Linked DNA regions of Rattus norvegicus: regions 2, 3 and 4 are each linked to region 1. Evidence: chromatin contacts called from public Hi-C and HiChIP or PLAC-seq data. All regions are on one chromosome and are shown on one strand. The core of a region is the stretch at or near the end of the contact, and the rest is flanking DNA. Distances in the headings are between cores, read along the strand shown. Region 1 has its middle 140 kb from the start of Tbl1xr1. Region 2 overlaps Tbl1xr1 (TBL1X/Y related 1). Region 3 overlaps Tbl1xr1 (TBL1X/Y related 1). Region 4 has its middle 280 kb from the start of Tbl1xr1.

The links. A called contact is a pair of places that touch in the nucleus more often than the background predicts. HiChIP or PLAC-seq counts read pairs in DNA pulled down with a chosen protein or histone mark.
Region 2: a Hi-C map of liver shows a contact between it and region 1, with 5 times the contacts expected there. The contact joins two enhancer-like sites. A contact is called at or near these places in 4 of 12 Hi-C or Micro-C datasets (frontal cortex, kidney and liver).
Region 3: a Hi-C map of Schwann cells shows a contact between it and region 1, with 9 times the contacts expected there. The contact joins two enhancer-like sites. A contact is called at or near these places in 8 of 12 Hi-C or Micro-C datasets (the Rat2 cell line, Schwann cells, frontal cortex and 5 more) and 1 of 1 datasets of contacts at active chromatin or transcription factors (oligodendrocytes).
Region 4: an H3K27ac HiChIP or PLAC-seq map of oligodendrocytes shows a contact between it and region 1, with 6 times the contacts expected there. The contact joins two enhancer-like sites. A contact is called at or near these places in 6 of 12 Hi-C or Micro-C datasets (Schwann cells, frontal cortex, hepatocytes and 2 more) and 1 of 1 datasets of contacts at active chromatin or transcription factors (oligodendrocytes).

Annotation. Positions count from the first base shown.
Region 1 is chr2:106,585,896-106,588,850 of GRCr8, reverse strand. No RefSeq gene overlaps it. Among named protein-coding and RNA genes, the nearest start is that of Tbl1xr1, 140 kb to the left of the region's middle. Within about 2 kb of position 1,265, at least 89 of the 93 cell types and tissues checked have an H3K27ac peak or open chromatin away from gene starts, as enhancers often do. A contact at or near this core is called in Schwann cells and liver, where this site is marked.
Region 2 is chr2:106,783,342-106,786,267 of GRCr8, reverse strand. The region is part of intron 1 of Tbl1xr1 (TBL1X/Y related 1); the gene reads right to left. Among named protein-coding and RNA genes, the nearest start is that of Tbl1xr1, 54 kb to the right of the region's middle. Within about 2 kb of position 1,512, at least 3 of the 93 cell types and tissues checked have an H3K27ac peak or open chromatin away from gene starts, as enhancers often do. A contact at or near this core is called in liver, where this site is marked.
Region 3 is chr2:106,831,449-106,834,374 of GRCr8, reverse strand. It overlaps Tbl1xr1 (TBL1X/Y related 1), which reads right to left. Exons shown (of 16, transcript NM_001108941.1): 5 at 1,568-1,790; 6 at 915-1,047; 7 at 374-515. Among named protein-coding and RNA genes, the nearest start is that of Tbl1xr1, 100 kb to the right of the region's middle. Within about 2 kb of position 1,589, at least 9 of the 93 cell types and tissues checked have an H3K27ac peak or open chromatin away from gene starts, as enhancers often do. A contact at or near this core is called in Schwann cells, where this site is marked.
Region 4 is chr2:106,452,588-106,455,553 of GRCr8, reverse strand. No RefSeq gene overlaps it. Among named protein-coding and RNA genes, the nearest start is that of Tbl1xr1, 280 kb to the left of the region's middle. Within about 2 kb of position 1,578, at least 38 of the 93 cell types and tissues checked have an H3K27ac peak or open chromatin away from gene starts, as enhancers often do.

The DNA.
Region 1 (2,955 bases), core at 16-2,515:
GGTTCTTTCAGGAACCTCGTGGATGTGGGAGCTTTAGAAGGGGCTGCAGCTTCAACTGGGACTGGAGGCTGCTGGTTAGGGTGGAATTTAGGAAACCAAGAGTCTGTAGGCTGTTTTCTGAAACAGGAAGAGGGGCTTTGACCTGAGTGCAGTGTTTCCAGAAAGAGTTGCCCATTTGAAAAAAAGGAGACAGAGAGGTGCAAAGTCTAGATGTATAACTCCCTAGTTGCCCAGAAGACAATGGCTCTCCCCACTTCGATGATGTGTCCACAAACAGGTTGAGCCCTCAGCCCAAGCTCAGAAGCCTTGAATAGTCCTGCATCTCCAAAGCACTAGTTCGCTTTCATCTCTGCACAGGCCCAGCCCTCCCCTTCCTTCCTGAGCTAAATAAGACTTGGCTTCTTGGTGGCATTTGCACAGGCCTGCGACAGGGAAAACAGTCTGTGGCCTTCTCCTCCTCTGGTGTCACTATCCAAGCTGGGTATGCTGGATGTGCAAGGGGGGGGGGGAAAAAAAAAGCCAGGGCTCCAGGAGACACCAGCTTGGTGGCACTGGCCCCACCCGAGTTGGTAGCACAAACAGGGGGAGGGGGGGTGGTTCTGGATCTTTTAATGCAAATTCTGTTAACCTAGCACTGAAGATGGTTGAGTACCCAATGGTCCAGTTTGCAAGGTGGGAAGAGGAGCCTACACTGTGCACCTGTAACGAAACACGTGCACCTGTAAGGAAACACGGACACCATGGCTTACAAAATGTCACCAGAGCTGAGGTGCAGGTTCCTAGAGGCTCCTTGGATCGGGGACTCCAGCAGGAAAAGGGACCCGGAGCTTTCCAGACCTTGAAGACTGTATCTTGTGTGTATGTCGAAATGTTGGGATGGGGCAAGGCCTTTGCAATCTCTACTTCCCTTGGTGACTGCTGCTAGCCTTGTAACCTCCTCTGCCGCGTGGTATGGGCTTGGAGGTAGGTGGTGGGACCAGTTCTATCAGCCAGATGAATTTTTGGCTAAACATAACATTGAAAACCCCTTCTCCCTAGCCCAAGGCCCCCTCTTGACTTGGTGGAGGCGATCCTGCTGCGGCTGAGATCCATCCAGCCTGGCCAGGCAGCCGCCGCAGTTCCCCTCCCCCGCCGGACTGTGAGCCCATTTTCGCTCGGCTGGTCTCTGCGCCGCCGGATGGATGGCGCCCCACCCCCCGCTCCTCTGCTCAGTCATTCAGACTTGGAAAGTCAATAACACGCTGACATCATCAGGGGTTTGTGTATTATTACACGGCTACTTTCCAGAATACCTGGCATTATCTAAGAGAGGAGCACTCGATTGCACCAGCAAGGCCCAGAGCGGAGTCTGCAGCCCCGGGGAGGCGCGGCTGCTCTGGCCCGGCTCTTTTTTCCACCGGGAGTACCTCCAGGGCACCAATTAGGAACAGATGGTGGCTTCTGCTCTAAAAGCAGATGCACTTTAGATATCGATACAGATTCATTTTGGCTTGGGGGTGTACTCAGAAGTCACCCTCAAGTGACCTCCATTTCTTCTGAAAACACACATGCCCTGACTTTTGGTCCTTAAAGAGCATTTTCAATGACTCTCACAGAGGCAAAAAAGAAAGGCATTTGCTCTAACCAGAAGCCAAACCCTGCCTCTTGAGGCTTGGGGTGGGGGTGGCGGTGGGGGTGGGGTGTTATGTAATCACCATTGCGGCTGATTAGCGCTTTGCTTTGCCTCCAAGGCTGAACTGAAGGTTTTGGTGCCTGAGTTTCTCTTTAAGCTTACTGCAGGGCAAACGCACAGAAAAACACGGCCCAGATTTATGGTGCAAAACTGCTCTCCAAGCAAATTGCCTTAGCATTCTGTTTCGGTTCTGGAGCAGGGGAAGTAGATGGATTTGGTGTTAATTAAGATCTCTTTATCTTACTGTTCCGGTGGTTCCTTTGCCTAGAACGAGGATTTTTTTTTTTTAAGTCTATGCATTTAAGCAGTTTACTTCTCTCCCCCTTGCTGTGAACGGTACATTGAAGTTGCTTTGATACTAATTAAATGTATAGATTGCTGCCACTTTGTTCTTGAGAACACATTCACATATTAAAGACAATACATCCAATAACTCACGCAACATGGTGCCTTTTCTGTTTGGCCAAACAGGCTATTTATTTACAGACACAGGACAGGTCTCCTTTAAATTCTCTTCGGTACTTTTAATTGGGGAGAAAAAAAATGGCAGCCAGCCCTAATTTGGAGAATGACAAGGGGAAGGAAGGGCTGGCCCTCCTTGGCCTCATCTTACCCCTCCTGCTCCCGGCAGGGAGCTGCCTGATCTAAAGTCCTTAAGTGCTCCCCTGGAGGAAACAGAGCAGACAGCCTCTCAACTAGTAAGGTTTTCTCTCCCAGCAGCCCGTCATTCAGAAGGTTAGGGCAACTTCCCTCTAAATGCTATGAAGGAGAACAGTCTGAAGCTGTCATTTCTTGAATTCAGCCACAGCTGGTGAGCACACAGCTGGGAGTCGGGGCAAAAACTTCCAAGATGGCCCCCTGATTGCCTGAGAAGTGTCTGAAATGGTGAGACATGCAGAAAAATGGAAGTTACGGGGTGGGGAAGAAAATGAACCCTCACTTTGGAGCCTGGTTGAAACCTCTAGCCAGCTGTAAAGGAAGATTTTTTTTTTTTTTTTAAGATGAAATTTGCTGTGAAGGTTGCTGTCATACAACCAATATTCCTGTGTATGTGCATGCAGGCCCAGCAACCTCAAGTGTCTTTCCTCACCAGGCGATTCCCACTTTATGCTTAAGATGGGGAGTTTCTCAGTTTTTTGGTTTTGTTTTTATGTGTATGGGTGTATGTATGTATGTATGTATGTATGTATGTGTGCAAGGGCCTATTGTGGTTAGAAGAGGGTGTTTGATGTCCTGGAACTGGAGTGGTTTCAGTGGTTGGGAGTTCCCAGATGTAGGTACTG
Region 2 (2,926 bases), core at 263-2,762, 200 kb before region 1:
GCTGTGTCCTGCCATCTGCCTTTTAGCTTTCATTTGTTTTCTGGAGACACAGTCTCAGTCTGCTCTGCAGCCCAGGTAGCTTATAATGTGTAATGCACTATGACCCATTTATGACTGGGTCTCTGTCAGCTTCTCCTCTACCTTGGCCTTCACTCCTCTGTCGCCGCCTCCACGTGCCACTGACATTCTAATACTAGAAATGCACTGTGCAAAAAGGTTCTTCTCTCAAACCTAGCCCCATTCCTGCAGAGTTCAACCCACAGCAGCCTGGTCAGGACCATCCAAAGGGAGGGCGCTCCCTCAGCATACCTCTCTTCCCATAGCCGTCTAGCATGACTGCCCAGCCTTTTCTATACATCAGGGCCCATTTGTTAACCTTGCTATTCCTCTATTAACTAAGAATGGCAACTGGAAGATGTGGAGCTCTTTGGATTCACTGTTCTAACAGGACAGGTGAGGGTCTAGGCACAGACCAAACACACCAACTGAAGAGGCAGTGGCTGGCTGCTATTCTCATGACTTTTCACACCACTTCCAGAAGGTGGCAGGGACAGACTGACATTCCACTAACAGAAAACTAAAGTACACCTCATGAATTACAAAGCTAACTTTATAGACTGTTAAACTTCATTCAGTCTCCAAACAAAATAGTTGTTTTTTTAAATCGATTATCAGCATTTACCTAAAGTAAGTAATGCAATAATCTCAGAAAAGGCCTTTAGCACAGACATTGCAGCTAAGCGTCTTCCCAGTAATGCCACTAACACATAACCAGGTTTTAACATAAAAATTAGGCTTTTTATTTATGAAAAAAAATCTTCAAAATAACAAAATTATTTTGACTGGTTTCTAACAATAAATTCATTTGGCTCACTGATTTGAAACATGGCTACTGACCGACGAAAAGTACAAACACAGGGAGGAGCATGGCCTGAGTCCAGTAGCCTGTGCCACAAAGTATACTTAAAGAAAGCAGACAGCAGTTCCCATTCTGTGTGGAAATTCTGGAAGTCACATTTAGACCTGAGGAAAAATTAAAATCTTACCAGAGCTGATTGTGTTAAGATGGACACAGCATGCATAGCTGCAAGTTCACCCCAACTCCATAAATAAGAAGGTGAAGAAGATTGTATTAAATGAATTCCTGGGAAATGTCACAGAATTCCAAGTGCATTCCACTATTACATGATTTCCAAGATGATAAAAGGACCAATTCCAAATGGTGCCATTTTTAAGGAAGCTATATATGTAAATTAGCTCTAACTGATCCTTTCTCATTTGCTGATTTTAAAAAAATTATCAGTTACTTTCCTCACGTGCCTGACAATCCTCCAGGGTGGAATAAAAAGTCTTTGTAACAGTGTACACTACACTGAGCTCACAGTCACAGACACACACACACACACACACACACACACACACACACACGCACACACACACACACAGTGCTTACCAGACATCCAGCATAGGATGAGGTGGGGGTAGCTCCCCCTTCAGGAAGATTTTAGAGATGCAGTCTGGGCTCAGCTGCAGTCAGAAGCCTCAGTAAGCACCAGTCCTTGCTTTCACTTCCATTGTTATTCAAGTTACTTGGGGAAATTAGAGCCAAACAGTTGTATACTTTAACCTTACATTTTCTAAAACTGAACAATTTTTAAGACCAAAATCCATACAGAGATACCTAAGCACCTGGTTCAGTTGAGTCAATCCTGTGGGGCATGAAGCAGCTGTGCCTTCCATTGAACATAAAAATAAACCACCGCGTACAAATAGAGCAAAAGGTTACCAAAGACTTCAAAAGCTGCCTGCTCAAATTCAACTACAGCAAAGTTTCTAAATTAAAGAGTGGTCAACTGTGAGTCAAGTTTGTTATTAGTTCCCTCTCTCAACATTTGGGAGGTAGGATCAGCAGTTCAAGGCTGGCCCTACCACATGAGACTCTGTCAAAACAAACAAAATTAACAAGGTCAAAGTTTAGGTTGTATAAGTTTTAGGTTTCAGCCAGGAATGCTGGCACACACCCATAAGTCACAGGCAATACAGAACTATTCAGACCATATCTCAAAAAAAACAGGAAAAGGCTTCAGTTCACTGTAACAGAAGTTCAACAAACGTTTGCTGTTATTAAAAAACAAGAACAATAACAAAGAATTTCAAGATTCATGTAAGAAAAAGTCTATTACTTTTTAAAATGTGTGAGTACATCACTATTGTCCAGGTGTAACAAATTGCTCCTTTCCTCTTAAATTACAAATTAGTGGTACAGTTCACAATGCCTAAGAAATACTAGATTTTTCGTGGCACAAAGATATTATGTGTTATGCCTTCAAAAACAAAACAAAACGGTAGTTTACGGGAATGAAACAAACGGCCAGGGAAAGGGAAGTTACAGGAACTGCAGAAGTATCTTAGTTAAAAGTGGGCAGGGGTTAGTGAAACAGAGGGGCTGATACTGTCCCCACTAGACCACATTCTTCCCAAGCACAGCTCAAGTAGGAGTCAAAGTTAGCATCAAGACTGTAAACAGCTAATTAGACCAGAGCAGTACAACATCAGTGAAAAGGATACTGTGTGACTGATAACTGCTATGGAAACGCCTCTACAGACTTAAACCTACATCACTCTGGCTCCTCACCATGGTGGGTCACATATCAGATATTACATTATAATTCCTAAGAGTAGCAAAATTACAGCTAAGAAGTAACAACAAAAGAATTCCATGGCTGGGGGTCACCACAACAGGAACAACTGTATCAAAGATCCACAGCTTTAGAAGGTTGAGAACCACTGATCTAGGGTAAGACCTGGACATCACGTCAAAGCCTCTCCCAAGGGACCAGAGGGGTGGAGAACCACTGGCTGAAAGCAGGGAAGAGTAGACCACGAGGTGTCCTTGTTACTCTAATTATTATCCTGTCAGAAGTGG
Region 3 (2,926 bases), core at 340-2,839, 250 kb before region 1:
GCCAACAAAGGCTGGCAAAACCCTGCTCGCAGATGAAGCCAGTGTCCTCAGACAGCCCACCCAAGGATGAGCACTGGCAGGCAGCACTGTGGAGCAGGACTGCAGTTCCTCCGCAGAACATTTTCACAGAGGACCATGAGTGAGGATGCAGCAGGTATAGACCAGGAAGGACAACATAAAAATGATACTCTGAGGATGCTTTTTATAAGAGGTAAAAAGTAAAGCCTTCAATTTATTTTTAAATTTTGATTAGGATTTTAGGAATATGGAGCCAGGTTGAAGCTAAAATTGGGACCTAATCTCCAGATTATAGTATGTCGAGTCCTCAAATGTCTTCATTCACAGACCACCTATGCAAGAAAAGAACACTCACATTCCAATCTAGAGAGGTGACATCCTTGTTACTGGGAACGTCCTGCCCTCCTTCCCGTATGCAGTGTCTAAGCACCAGCTGTGTGGGGCCACTTGTGCTGTTCTCACTGAGGTTCCATATTCTTGCAGTGGAGTCTCCAGACCTTCAGAGTCAAAATATCAGCTCAAGTCCTCATATGAGCAAGCATTCCACAATCTAAGCCACACATTTAGCATGAATAAGAAGTAGACTACTGGACACAAACATTTTAATATTTTTCTTATTTTATATTTTAGAGCTTCTACTAAGTAACAACTTCACAAGAAATACTAATCTACCAAGGCAAGATGATCATAAGCAATCAACAGAAGTGACTATAAAGTGAAATATATTAACAAAAACATGTAGCAGCCTATTTGGTGAGGTATTCTTAAATACCACGATAGTGCTGGGCATGGTAAAGCCCAGGACACAGGTGGGTCAACACGTCAAGTTAAACAGCAAATCCTGTCTAAAACCAAACAAAATGCTCAACAACTAGAAAGCTCTTTGAAAAACCTACCCTGATGCCAGGAGATCACTAACAGGGTTCCAGGCACAGATGAAAACTTCCGATTCATGGCCCCGAAGCACAACCGCTTTATTGGGAGGGATTTCCACATCCCCGTCCACCTCCATCATGTCCGTGTGATTATCTGCATCGTGAAAAGTAGCAGTTCTGTCAGAAGGGAAGCACATGTCTGGCAAGTATGACGTGCTAGTTTTAAAAGTGTGAGTATCCCGGAATGTGTATGTGAAATGGTAAAAAGAAAGGGGGAAAAAAGGTTATACCTCAGCAAGGCTGAATTAAAGTCTGTAACAATACTATTCTGAGTTCTGCCAGTAGGGGTTGCTGCTATCATTCATACAGCACGAGTCATCTTTATTCCTCAATGTCAGAGCCTTGTTGGATGTTTGTAACAGAGACTATTATAAATTTTACTTAGAAATCAAATGCAGATGCAAAATGCACTTAAGAGTAGAAAAAGGCTTCAGAAACATTTAAAAAGGAACGAACATTCAGTTCATTTAGCTTTTGGAATCTTAGGTCTGTAATCTGAAGTGTGTTGATGCCAGTTGGGGTAGAGGCAAACACCGGTTATCAGTGTAGCTTCTAAGGGTGGGCACTACAGTAGAGCAGTGTGTGCTGACCATCTCCAAGCATTCTCTGCTCACTTGCGATGGTGTGTGCTCCATTCTCCTCCCCATTGGCTGTGTTCTCTCCATTTTTCGCAGAGCCTTGCTGGTTAGTGGCTGCGGCAGCAGCTGCAGCAGCGGCTGCATGTTGCTGTGCAAGCTTGTCTCTGTAGGCTTGTTGTCTTGTTTGGACGACATCGGGCATGACAGCATCTATCAGGGACAGAGACTCTATGGGTCGACCATCAAATAAGGTGCCATCCTGGGGTTGAAAAACAGGGAAAGAAAAATGAGATGTAGTTGTCAGGTTGACATATACTCCATTAACAAAACGAAAAACTTCATTCTGAGGAAACCATGAACATGAGCAAGAAGGGGGAAGGGAGCAAGAATGGCACTGCAAGAGTCAAATGCAAACAGCCACCAACTGTCACCTAAGGTCCTCATCAACTCTGCACAAAGACAAACCAATACAAGAGGCCATTGGCAAAAGGTTAAAGATAATAAAATGCATACTATAACATTCAGGTAAGGGAAGCTGCTAGTAAGAAACACTGACCAATATGAATATGTCATACAATGAGAAGAAAGTACCCAGTACTTGCATCTGCATTCTGCACCCAGGCCTTGGGATGATGCACCTATCCTGACCTGGAGCAGATCTTTCTCTTATGGGTTTTCTCTAAACACTACAGGATGATCATATCATATAAGTGATCTAAATGCATGATATTGTATGACATACAAATGATATTAAGTGTAACCTAAGAGAACCAGCAGATAATGCTAGCTATGGTGGTGTAGGACCTATCCCTTAGGAAAACAAGGGACTGGACTACTTTAAAGAGCTAAAATCTTTTCACTTACTTTTACCAAAAAAAATGGGGGGATGTGGGGAAGAGACCTTCTACATATTCTGTGTTCTGGCCATACACTAAACATTGTAGCTACAACAAAGTTCCACTCAGAAAGAACATGCAATGTGTGCTTATTAATGCTTTGAAGGGCATAACAGCCTTGTTACAGTTCCTCATGATCCCAGTGACAGTCCAGAAGTAAATGAGTCTGGCTGTGCTACAAGGCTGATTTATACAATCAGGGAGCAGATAAGATTGCCTCAGGCAACAGTAGCATGCCTATACCTGAAACAAACACACTACTTACACATGCAGCTCTGAGCATCAAAGTTGGCATCACTTATAAATAAATTGGCTTCCAAAATCAGGGTACATGAAACTAACAATGATTTTGTAAGTCCTTGCCAGCAGTTTGTTCTTAGTACCGTCCAGCAAAATTATATGTTAAATATGATCTCCTTTTCTCACACACAGAGAATATTAAAGGAATAACCTACAGAAACTGTCTTCTGGTGTGAAAACCAATACATTTATGAATAAT
Region 4 (2,966 bases), core at 329-2,828, 130 kb after region 1:
GCGACCTGGAGGTCCTCTGGCCCTATCAACCATTCTTTGGGCCACCTGTCACGGCAGACAACACAGTCATTAAGAGAAAGAGTGTTGCCCTGTTGTTTGAGAATAGACCAGCATGTGTTCGGCATTACTAATGTTTCTTTCAGCTTAAGTAGCACTTATTCCTGATTACTTTTGGTCTGTCCCTGTCCTATTTAGTAATGCCATTATCCAAATCTCAAATCAGAGGTTGTCTTGGTCTTTTATTTACGAAGCCTGGCCAATCCCTCTCTGTTCTAGCCCCTTATTTTCCTCTCATCTAATGCCACTACTTTAATACAGGCTTCTATGACCTCACCAGTATCATCTTGAGGTAGCTGAGGTGCCACTGGAGCACCATTCATATATTCTCTTTTCTAGAGCCAAGTTATTCTGTGACTCCTCCTTCTGTACTCCAATGCCCCATTATGCTGTTCCTTACTTACCTCAGAGTTTCCTAATAAAACTCTGGCAGGATCTGTCCCTCAGCTCACCAAAATACCTCAAGCATTTTCTCTACCACAGCATTGTGGAATCGTTTTTAGGAAGCTTTTGTGGGTGTTCCTGATATTTCTGCCTGCAATTGCATCCTTCCTTTCCCCGTCACCACCATTTGTTTTTCTAGCAAGCTTCATATCACAGACCATTGTTGAAAGGCCTTCTCTGACTCAAGAGAGATGGAACACCCCTCGTTTTTACCCTTCAACACTTAAGTCTTTCTTGTATTTATTCATGGACCCACTCGTTCCACAAGTGACGTGTACTTATTTGGTTTCCTCTCACCTTCCTGGATATCAGCACTGCATCTTCTTCATTCTTCTATTGTGAGTATTTCAAGCTGTATCTAATGGTAGGTGCTCAAAATATGCTATGAAGGTTCTAAGATTTGGGAATAATGGATGTTTACTGTAGATCCTGGGGAGTTTTCAGCTCAGTACCAGACCTGAGCAATCCCTGCAGAATAGGGGTTGGTTGATCTATGTGCTGGAATTCCTTGTAAACAAACAACTGAGGGAATAAATCTAAACGTGGGTAGTTATCCTCCTTTTGAAATATCTGTACAGGTTGGGCTCCTCGCTGACTCCATTCTTTCAATCTCTCTCACCTGCTCTCTATCTCTGAGACTGTCTCCATCTCTTCAGAGCAGACCTCATCATACCTCGACACCCAAGAATCTTTTTTCTCATTATATAGAATTTTGTTAGCATAGTTCTGGCCTGCTTATTAAATGTTTTATTTAGCAAATTCTTCCCACTCAAGTCAACTGAGAAGGATTGAGTCGGGGTTATTGCGTTCCATAAAGGCACTCAAGTCACCTGTTAAGCCTGGCTCTGTCATTCCTATGTATCTAAGAAAATTACCTAAACCTAAACTTAAAGCTTGGAAAATAATGCCTATTTTACACAAGAGAAAAATACTCCGGAATCTTAAGGTGCCTGATGAATGTAAGTCTCAGCATGTCATGTTGAAGTCACAGCTGGGGAACAAATGTGAGCAATGCCTGATGCTCTGAGGTCTTTGTCATAGCAAAGGGTAATTGCAGTGATCAGTTTGCACACAATCATGGCTAGCTTGCCTTCTGGAAGCATTCTTTTCCACTGAATAAGGGAGGCAAAGCCAAGGCAAGCAACCATGCGTCTCTCAGAAATGTTTTATCGCTTGAATTAACCACGAGAACTTAGAAACTATCTTAAAACATGCAAATAAAATGTGATTCATTAGCACTAGCCATTAACTAATAAATTCAGTATGTTCCAGTACCATCATACCCAGACATGAAGATCATTGAAATAAACCCAAGTGTTTCCCATGGAGATGTTAAAGGATACTTATTTCTTTTCCAGAAAATAAAGAGACACATCTCAAGGTAGGAACTAGGAAATACTTGTTTCTAACCATTGCAGTTTGCTGTTAAACTCTCCTATCTCATTGCAGAACATCCAAGCTCCCATGGCAATCCGCCACTGTGTGAGTTCAGAAACAATGTAATTCTTCTCAGTCTTCCACAGATTTTGCTTTTTGGGCCAGCAGCCCAGTGAATTTGGACACAGCTGTCCCCTGAACTTACGTTGCCAGTTAACGTTTTCATGTCTAGGCTTTTATTTGTCTTCTTTGTTCCAGAAAGTTCTTTGTTTTCTGATTAAATGTTCCACTGTGCTGTACCCACAGATCCATAACCTATTTCAGTGGCTGAGTTGCCAAGGCTGAGATTTAAAGAGACAGTTACTATTAAAAACAGTTGTGTCTTTTCACTCTGGATCTAGGTCTGCCCTACATAAAATTTCAGTGCAGTTTCAGTTTTGTCCTTGGTTCTAAAATTGGCCCCTTTCAGTTTCTTTCCACCTTAGAGAGGCTTCCCCAGCTAAATCTCTGCCAAATTCCTCTGGTGCCTTTTCTAAACTTAGATAGCTAGACCCTAATCCTTATTAAGGTACTGACAGCTCACAGAATTATTTATATCTGAAATTAATATGGCCAAAATTTGGAAATGGTTGAGACCCTAAGGAATGAAATGCTAATACAGGATGACTTGGGTGGATCTAGAACTACTGTTGCAGCAATTTTTATTGATTTTAATAATAATTTTTAAAAAATGGAGAGATGAACCTTGCTTAATTCCTTAATGTATGTCTTAGGCTTTTCCTGCTGTGAACAGACACCATGACCAAGGCAACTCTCATAAGGACAACATTTAATTGGGGCTGGTTTAGAAGTTCAGAGGTTCAGTCAAATATCATCAAGGCAGAGCACAGCAGCACCCAGGTAGGCATGGTGCAGGAGGAGCTGAGAGTTCTACATCTTCATCTGAAGGCCATAGGAGAAGACTGGCTTCCAGGCAGCAAGGCAAGGGTCTTAAAGCCCACACTCACAGTGACAACTCTTTCAACAAGGCCACGCCTAACCCAACAAGGCTATGCCTCCAAATAGTGCCAATCCCTTGGCCAAGCATA